Regions from separate parts of the Mus musculus genome. Here region 2 is linked to region 1. A link is a contact called in public capture Hi-C data. All regions are on one chromosome and are shown on one strand. Each heading gives the region's core, a stretch centred on a gene start, on an enhancer-like site or on the middle of the called end of the contact. The rest is flanking DNA. Distances are from core to core; before and after follow the strand shown.

Evidence for each region. Capture Hi-C pulls out chosen DNA fragments and counts their contacts.
Region 2: a contact with region 1 is called in a capture Hi-C map of embryonic stem cells, with 3 times the contacts expected there. The contact joins two enhancer-like sites. A contact is called at or near these places in 4 of 39 promoter capture datasets (the 3T3-L1 cell line, the HPC-7 cell line, hippocampal neurons and 1 more), 1 of 115 datasets of contacts at active chromatin or transcription factors (large pre-B cells) and 1 of 9 other capture datasets (embryonic stem cells).

Annotation. Positions count from the first base shown.
Region 1 is chr4:130,918,707-130,923,478 of GRCm38.p6, forward strand. All of the region lies in intron 1 of Laptm5 (lysosomal-associated protein transmembrane 5), which reads left to right. Among named protein-coding and RNA genes, the nearest start is that of Gm38599, 7.2 kb to the left of the region's middle. Within about 2 kb of position 2,860, at least 98 of the 459 cell types and tissues checked have an H3K27ac peak or open chromatin away from gene starts, as enhancers often do. A contact at or near this core is called in embryonic stem cells, where this site is marked.
Region 2 is chr4:132,179,959-132,184,730 of GRCm38.p6, forward strand. No RefSeq gene overlaps it. Among named protein-coding and RNA genes, the nearest start is that of Ythdf2, 30 kb to the right of the region's middle. Within about 2 kb of position 2,428, at least 25 of the 459 cell types and tissues checked have an H3K27ac peak or open chromatin away from gene starts, as enhancers often do. A contact at or near this core is called in embryonic stem cells, where this site is marked.

The DNA.
Region 1 (4,772 bases), core at 1,610-4,109:
TGTGGGAAAGGGCATGTCAGCATTCAGGGGAGGACTTAGCATGCAGTAGGTGCCTAATAATTACAGCTCTCATTAACACCCAGTGCTATTATTGTGGGTTTCTGCTCTGAAAATGGTTGTTGAAGAGCAAACAGTCCCTGCCTCTGAAGGTCTTAACACACTGTCAGGTCCCTGACATCTTTTATTTTACAGAAACGGAACAAAGAAAGACTCAAGCCAACAGATTTTTTTAAACGTGCTGGTGGAAACACCACATTACAGCCAAACAGACAAGTGTCTGTCATGTGGCCTCGGATGCTTATCTGGGACATTTTTAGTCTTTGGGTTGGTGGAGGCTTGGGTCAGTTAGCACATTCTGGAAGGGTTTATCCAATAGTCACAAAGCTGTAAGGTTAAAGATGTGCTCCCGTGTCTTTGATAAATGTCCGTTTAGGGGCTGAAAACAGCCTCCCATAAGCTGACTTTGGACCTGCAACATTCCAACCCTCCACAATCATCGGCTCTAATCCATCCGACTTGTAGTTCGATGCATCATGTTTAGTGTTTTAAGGAGGTATAGGTTTTTATTTTATTTTATTTTTCTGGTAACATCAGTTAACAAGATAAATAGGAAGTGGTGGGTGTGAGGAATTGCTTGGGGTGGATTTACAGGAAGTTGATGATGAGCAACCAGGCCATGGGTTGAGCCTAGAGAACAGTTTCTCATGGTTGCTAAGACAGGGAGATTCCTTGGTGAACCTCCCCAGAACAGCTCTGTTATTCTGTCTGTCCTGTGACCTGTCCTTTCCCTTCCTGGCTGCTGGGTCTTTGGGCAGACCTGCCTCCTGTCTTCTCTTCTGGTGGGCAGCCTTGCTGGGGAGGGGATCTCCAGATGGCTAGAACTGGCTGCCAGTGCTCTGGGGACAGCATGTCCTGAGGCGCTGGTGGCAAACCGTGTCAAGTGTCATCAGTGATGCTCAGCTCTGCTGCTCTGTGGGGGGAGGGGTGGGGGAGGGGTGTCTGTGTATGTGAGGGGGGCTTTGTGTGTGCTCTGACTGCTCTTGGGGGGCCATTGTCAGCCATGCCCATCTCGGTGCTCTCAGTCTGTCCCACAGGCTCTCCAGCCACATACTGCTGTCACTAACAGGGGACTTGGGGGTGGGGTGGGGAGGAGCTTACTGTGTGATTGGATGACTTCCAATCCTGTTTATAAGAGGGATGACTCCATTTCCTCCGTGAGGGCTTACACTGTCTTTCTCTTGTGGCATCTGCTATGACTGAGCACCTTTCCAGGGACATTTCCTTCTTCTAAGAACTCTTCTCTGAGCACCCCCACCTCCGGCTGCCCCAGTGTCCCTGAGCTTCCCTAGGGTCCCTAGATCCTGCATGCTGCATCTCTATATTCTCGGCCTTACAGGCTGGAGCAGCAGTTGGCTTGACCCAAGTTATCTTTGATAAGAGCCGAGCCCTGGCACACAACAGGTGTCAGCGGATCGCTAATGGCTTCAATTTTTATAAACCGTTAACGCATAAGTCACCCATACAGACATACAGATAGCCCACTCCCAAATTATGTCCAACTCTCACCAAGTAACTGTCCCCTGAGATCTCCTGACAGCCACTGCCCTGCTTGGTGACTGTCCTGACTGCCCTGGAGCTCCCCAGGGCAGTGTCTTCACGGCCTCACACTCCTGAGCTTCACCCCTAGGCCCTGCACCCCAGGCTCCACTTTGCTGTGGAGTGGGAGCAGTGGGAGCCTCCCCTGCTTCCCAGAGAGGAAAGATGGTGCTTGGGTGGCTTCAGGTCTGGGCCTCTGGCTGCAGCTTCTGGTAGCTTGTGCTTCTTGTTCATACACATGCGCTCCATGGGGATCAGCCCACCTTTCTGGGCCATCATTCTTTGCGGTAGATAGATGTCTCCTCATTTTCTTCTCACAGTGATACTCTGAGGTGGGAAGATTCTGATCTTTCTTCTATATTGGGGAAACTGAGGCACAGAGCTGTTTAGGTAGACTGATGCGGGCCACGCAGGGCTCTTGCGGGTATACTGGGGTTCTCTCTTTTCTCTTTTCCTTTCCTGTTTTTCTTCATTTCTCTGCTTTGTCCCTCCTTCCCCTTCTCCCTCCCTCCTTTCCCTCCCTCCCTCCTTCTACCCCACCTCCCTCCCTCCCTCCCTCCTTTTTTCCCTTTTTTTCTGTTCTTATCATGTAGCATAGGCTGGCCTTGGATTCTCTATGTTCCCAAGGATCCTCCTGCTTACCCCCCCCCCCCAGGTGCTGGGATTCCAAGTGTGCACTGTGACATCGGGGCCTCTGAGCCCCCACAGAGTCCAGGCAGTGGGGAGGGATGGTTAATTATGTTGAGGTGGGGTGGGGAGGGACCAGCAGCTGGGGAAAAGCCAGCTCAGATGACTCTGGCACAGGGAGGGAGCCAGCTGGGTGCAGTGGAGCGTGCAGGCAGGATGAGGGTGTTGTGGTGGCATATAGAGGCTGGGGGTATGCTGAGGAGATAGTGCTCTGGGGGAGTGACCCCACCCAGTCACCCCGATAAACTGTGACAGGAAGCGGGGGTGGGGTGGGGGGAAGCTTCCTCTGGCGGATGGCATTTCTGTCTCTCTCTGTGACCTCCCAGATGAGTTGACCTGGGTCCCCAGCGTGGCCAGCTGGTCACAGGGAGGGATTAATAGCTTCCATAAAGGCCTAGAGTTTTGCAAATTCTCGAGGTCCCAGGTCACCCAGTGGGACACAGGGCAGGGCTGATCTGCCCTTTGGGTCAATGATGGAAGGGTGTGGGTGACACCGAGGACCCGCTGTTGGTGAGGACAGGCCCGGGCATGACTCTCAAGCTCATCTTGACGGGTTGCTAAGAAATGCCCCGTTTCCTTTTTCTCCTTTTGATGAGTAGCTTGTAGGGTGGGATTAAATTGCTGAGGCAGAATCAGGAAGTGCCAGGGTTGCAATTGTACAAGGGGCTTAGAACATGGCTTTGCCTGTAATGGGGGCTCCTGGGAGAGCCCCAGAAAATGGGTTTACAGCCAGAAAAGGAGGATGGCTTTAAGCAGTTGTTCTCAATTGTTTAGAAATAACTTTTTTTTTTTTTACTAGTTTGTGTGTGTGTGTGTGTGTGTGTATGGGGGTGTTTCATCTATGTGTGTGTCTGTGCAACTGCAGAGGTCAGAAGAGGGTACTGGGTCCCCTGGAACTGGAGTGATATATGCAGTTGTGAGCATCCATGAGGATGCTGGGAATTGGGCTCTGAATCTCTCCAGCCCCACTGTTTGGGAACTTTTGGTGCTTATTTGGTGAGAAGCTCCAAGAAGACTCTGAAGCAAGGGACTCCTGTCCTTCTCAGGACCCCATACTTCCCCCTTCCTCTCCTGCCTTTGCACCCAGAGCGGGGCCAGCGACTCGGCCCTCTGTGATCACCCTCATGGGATCACCATTGCATCTGAACGTCATCGTTGTCACCCGATGTTCCCACATGTGCCGTCAGTGTCTGTCAACACAGAGACCACAGCTGTTACTTCCTGCCTCCCAGCATGCCACTGGTGTTTCCTCCAATCACCCGCCACTGTCCCTGTCACCTATGCCAGGCCGACTTCAGGAAAATGGTGTGGTCCTTTTCCATCACCATGGCTGTCGCTGGCAGCCTGATACCTCCTCTTCACATCACTATGACTGTCCCCAGCCAGTCTCCCTCACACTCTTTCACATTTGTGCTCAGTCCTGCTCAAGCTGTACACCAGCCAGCTCTGTGTCCCGCGAGCCCTGGGACCCTGCAGGAACCTTGGAGGAGGTGTTCATCTTCATTCCAAAGCCCAGAGAGGTCAACGGTTAACTCAGGGTGCAGAGCTCACAGCCACAAAATGTCGGCCATATGGAGAGAGGATGCTGGGGTGGGGACAGTAGGCTCAACAGCATCTGTTTCTACTGTAGAGAGGATAGCACAGTCCCAGGGACACTGCTGGCCGCACACCTGCAGCCTGGGAGAGTCTCAGGACTGCAGCCAGGTGGAGCCCAGCATCAGTGATGGGGGAGGCTAGGCCTGGAAATCCCCCTTTCTGTCCCTCTGTCCTTTCATGGCTGCCCTGAAAGAGCTGATTCTCTGGAGCTGGGATGCTTACTGAGGTATAGGGCCATGGCTGAGCAGGGCAGCCTTCTTCCTCTCTGTCCCCCTTGCTGGGTTCTAGACAGCCTCATTATGTCCTTTTTGCTGAGCTATGGGTAACTGTAGACCAGACTTGTGTTCAGGTCTCTGCACACAGTGGGGCCAGTAATCTCAGGAGTTGCCCTTCCTTCTCTTGGGGACACGAGGTGGTAGGCTCTGAGGATACCTCCTTCCTGCTGTGCTAACTCTTAGGTTGCCTTACTGTGTGTACTGGCTGGGTTTGTGTGTCAAGTTCACCCAGGTTGGAGTTATCACAAAGAAAGGAGCTTCAGTTGGGGAAGTGCCTCCATGAGATCCAGCTGTAAGGCATTTTCTCAATTAGTGATCAAGGTGGGAGGTCCCCTTGTGGGTGGGACCATCTCTGGGCTGGTAGTCTTGGTTCTATAAGAGAGCAGGCTGAGCAAGCCAGGGGAAGCAAGCCAGTAAGTAACATCCCTCCATGGCCTCTGCTTCTTGACCTGTTTGAGTTCCAGCCCTGACTTCCTTTGGTGATGAACAGCAGTATGGAAGTGTAAGCTGAATAAACCCTTTCCTCCCCAACTTGCTTCTTGGTCATGATGTTTTGTCCAGGAATAGAAACCCTGACTAAGACACTGTGTGACCTCGGGCTGGTACCTACACCCTCTG
Region 2 (4,772 bases), core at 1,178-3,677, 1.3 Mb after region 1:
GACATGAATAAAATGGCTAATGACATAGCCATGGGGACAGTGGAACACTGCAGCGTTCAGGAGACAGATTTGGTCTGTCTAAATGTATTGACCTGTGATGGTTTGTATATACTTGGCCCAGGGAGTAGCACTATTAGGAGATGTGACCGTGTTGAAGTAGATGTGACACTGTGGGCATGGGCTTGTCATAGCTGCCTGGAAGCCAGTCTTCTCCTAGCAGCCTTCATTATGTAGCCCAGGCTGGCTTCAGTCAAATTCATGATCCCCCTACATCTCCCAAGTACTAGAGCTACAGTGCCCCTCCATGTCAAGAAAGATGCCTTGCCAGGGTTCAAATGCACAAAGGATCAATGTACCAGCAACATCATCCATGGCTGCCAGGCTAAGCCGGCAGACTGGGAGTCAGCACTGGGAGGAGCTGGAGAGCTGATTGAGGGGTTAGAGTGAACAGGAGAGGAAACACAGAGAAGGAAGTAGGTAAATAAGTAAACGAGACTCTGTAGCACACCACCCAAATCGCAACTACAGTTTATTCTTAAGACAAGGTCTCCCAGGCTGGCAAGATGGGCCAGTAAAGGTGCTTCTGAGCAAGCCTGCCTACCTGAGTTGGGTACTTGGGACCCACATGACGAAGAAACAAAAACAACTTTTGAAGGCTGACCTCTGCATGCATATATACTAAATCAATAAATGTAATAATTATTTATAATTTAGCCATTTATTTATTTTGGTTTTTCAAGACAAGGTTTCTATATGTACGCCGGGTTTTCTGAAACCCACTGGGTAGACCACTCTGAGATCTACTTGCTTCTGCCTCCCGAGTCAGCACTCGGGATTAAAGGCATGTGGCACCACCACTCTGCTGACAAATGTCATTTTAAAAAGGAATGTTTGGGCTGTTTGTACGCATATTACCACATGCATGCAGTATCCGCAGAAGCCAGAAGAGAGCGCTGCTGGATTCCCGGGACTGGAGTTAACAGATGGCTGCTAGGAATGGAATCCAGGTCCTCTGGAAGAGCCAGTCAGTGCTCTTAAACATCAAGCCATCTCTCCACACCACGCAAAAGCAATTTATTAAAGATAAGTCCCAAGGAATCCTCTTACCCTCACCTCCCCAAAGCAGGGATCCAGCTTTTTACAGGTGCTGAGGACTCTAACTCAGGTTCTCACTCCAGCACATCAAATAATTCATTAAAGTGATCGTTCCTGGTCCTGAAATTAATTTAAAGCTCTATTAAAAAAAAAAAAAATCACTGCCTTCAGCAGCCATTTTTCTTTACAATGATGAAATCATAACGGGGTGAGGATGGAGCAGAACACCGGGAGAGGTGAGGCTGCGAAAAATAAAAACCAAAAGAGAAGCCACACTGGGAAGTCCAACTGTGACGATTTTGTAGGAAGATACAATCCGACTCGCCAACACAGCGCATGCACAATACTGGGGATTCAATATTGGCTTGCTGAAAAGCTAGGCAAGTGTTCTACCGCTGAGGACTTTTTTGCATTTTGAGAGTTAGGAGGTGAATGTATCCATACGTTGCCATGTTGACCTTTGAACTTGTGACCTGCCTGCTTCCATTTTCCAATCAGCTGGGTTCCAGAGCTGTACCACTTTCTGCTCTCATTGAGCACTCTCTCCCCAGTCTCTAAACTCAGTGCGTTCTTCTCCTCCTTCTTTCCCCCTGTTCCCAGCAGGAGCAGCAAGGGTGCGCAAAATAACAGGCTGAATTGAATGATTCAGTACAGGAAGAAATGAAACCGTTGACAGCAACACCGGACAGAGAAGCAAAATTGGGGGTTTCCTGAGGGTGCTGATCGGTTACAGGGCAGCTCGGCCAGCAGGTGGGGCTTTCCAACTTTCAGCATTGAGAATTCTCACATAACTAAGCGGCCAAGATCGATGTCCTCAGGTCAATCCCGGGATTCACAAGGCGGAGGAAAGAGCCAACTCCCACACATACAATAAATCAAGGGATAAAAGACAACTTTGCCTTCCAAACAAGGTGTCTTCTGGCTAGGAAGGCTGCGCAAGCGCAGAAGCAGACCATGTTGTGCCCCCAGGACCGTCCTGGCTACAGGTTAAACGGACTGGAACTGCAGTAGAGTGCAGCACTGGTCCAGCAGCGAGGCAGCCACCAGAACACGGTGGGAGTTCCAGAGTCTTCCAGAAGCAGCCTCCGGACTCAGGCGGGTGGAATCATCACCACCACGCACCACCCCCCCCTTAGCCTTTTCAGGAAAGCACATTTTGCACCTGCAAGGCCTCCAGCAGCGATTCCTGAGCCTCAGGTTAAGGAGCTTCACAGCTGCCTGTGTTGATTCACCTCCCAAGGCAGGGGAAAACTTGGAATGCACCCCTCGGATCTGAGGCCTAAGGCCTACACCCTCATCTTCAGGGCATTTTTGGAAGAACCCAAGTGAATCCCCACACTCTCTAAGCGCCAAGAAGGAACCGAAAACTAGTCTGCTGCCATTCTCCACTGGAGGAATGGAAACCACAACTTGCAACATGCTAAAGGTAAAAAAAAAAATTTCTTTTAGGATGAAAACCAATCCTAAACCCCAGTTTAGAATAAGTACAAATAAAAGTACCCTTCAATTCAAAGACCCTGTCCTCACACAGTTAGGAAGGGGAGGGAGTGAAACGTTTAAGTCTCCATTCTGTTGTTAATTCTCTACCTAAATCAATCACCATGTTTAAAAAAGAAAGAAAAAAATAAGGCTGGGCGAGGCCAGCCTGGTCTACAGAGTTCTAAAACAGCAAGGGCTGAACAAAGAAACCCAGTCTCAAAAACCCAAAAAAGTGTAAACTAGCCAGGCAGGAGTGATGGTGTTATCCGTCTTTAATCCCAGTACTTGGGATTAAAAGTGGCTCTCTCTGTGATTGAGGCTAGCCTGGTCTACAGAGCTAATCCCCAGACTGCCAGGGGCTACAAAGAAACCCTGTCTTAGAAAAAAACAAAACCCAACTCTGGAGTCACTTTATGTTTCTATTGATTATAGCTAGGATAATTCAGCCAACAATATAAACTACAGAACTGATATTAATCTATAATGATATACCTGAATAAATGCGGAGACATGCCACATCCTTCTTACTGATTATAATTAGTAAATGAAGGAATTGAGGTAGTGAATTAACATTTGACCAAATCCACAGTAGTATTTGCTGCAGTCAGTAGCAATCCACAGACGCAGAGATTAGGGTCAGAGAGAATAGCCTCCATTACCTTCCTTCCTGCAAGTGACTACGAAGGGGAAACTGTACGGAGGTCGGGCAGACATCACTCTACCTGGTTTGTCACTGTAGTATCAACAGCATCATATAATGGATACAGTACACTGAAAGACAATGAACTGTGAGTCTCCTGTCAAAAAAAAAAAAAAAAAAAAAAAAAACCTCAAACTAATATCAGTGCTATTGGGTGAGTAAACACAACCTATAGGACATTCTGTGGCTGGCTAGCACTCTTAAAAGTGTCAATCTGAGAAATAATATGTAAAGCCAGGAGTGGTGCCAATCTGTGTACTACTCCCAGCTACTGGGGAAGCCATGACAGGATTACAAATTCAATGCCAGGCTGCAGTTTCAGCCAAACCACCTCAAATAAAGGTCAGAGACATAAGTCTGTGGAGGGATACTTTACACACGTAAGGTCCAAGTTCAACCCCCAACACTGTGGAGAAAGCTAGGACTAAAGAACTAAATGTTCCAAAATAGAGGGGCAGCAGGATGCACTGTGGGATTCTAGATAGTATGCCGAACCAGAAAAAAGACAACAGGCACAATTTAAGTCTGTAGATTAGCTGTAGTGCTTTATGGATATTTACTGGTTTGGGTAACTTTATTATGTTTATGCAGAATGTTAACATTTTAAAGGGAAGCTGAGTGAATAGAAGAAAGTTCTATTATTTTTGGAAAAGTAAGTTTTAAAAATAGGACATGCTGGGAGTAGAAAGCAATCAAATATAACTAAAAATAAAGTGAATAGACTCGAGAGATTCATGCATTTTGTTAATATTCAGAATTTGATAGCCTCTGAACTCTTGACACCAATGTAAGATTGTTTCCCCTCATTTCAACACCGGAAAGTAAGCACTGCAATGCAGTTATGACACTCGCCGTGACACTAGTCAGCAGGAGAAAGGATTTTGCTGCTGCCTGAGGTCAGCCCTGAACTAGCTTTTAGACTACTGTCACCCGACAGGAAGCACCATCACCTGCTCCCCAGGGTCTCACGTGGCCCAGGCTGGCCCAACTCACTACAGAACCAAGACCAACTTCCTACTCTCACTGCCCCAGTCCTGGGTGTACAGGTGTTGCTGCCATGCTGTTTTATGTGGTGTTAGGGATCAAGTGCAGGGTTCTGTGCACACTAGACTAGTGCTGTACCAATTGGGCTACATCTCCATCCTGAGTCTAACATTTAAAAAAAAAAAAAAAAAAAAAAAAAAGCCAACAGAGTTTTTGTAATTTTTTCTAACAGACCAAATCCAAGATTCTTAATGCTTCCAACATCCGGCAATCTTGAACCTCTCAAGATTCCAGAGGTTACGGCTCCTGCTCCTATTGGTCTGTTCCCAAAGCCATGAGACAATTGCTGTGTGATCTGGAGACCGGGAAGAAACAGCTTAAGTCACTATGGTGCTAACATTTTAAATTGAAAAAAAATAAAAAATTTTTTTTTTCAATAATCTCATGTCCAACCTAAATAAAGTATGAAAAAACACAGGTAAACCTGCTTTTCTCTGGATATTTTTCCACTTAA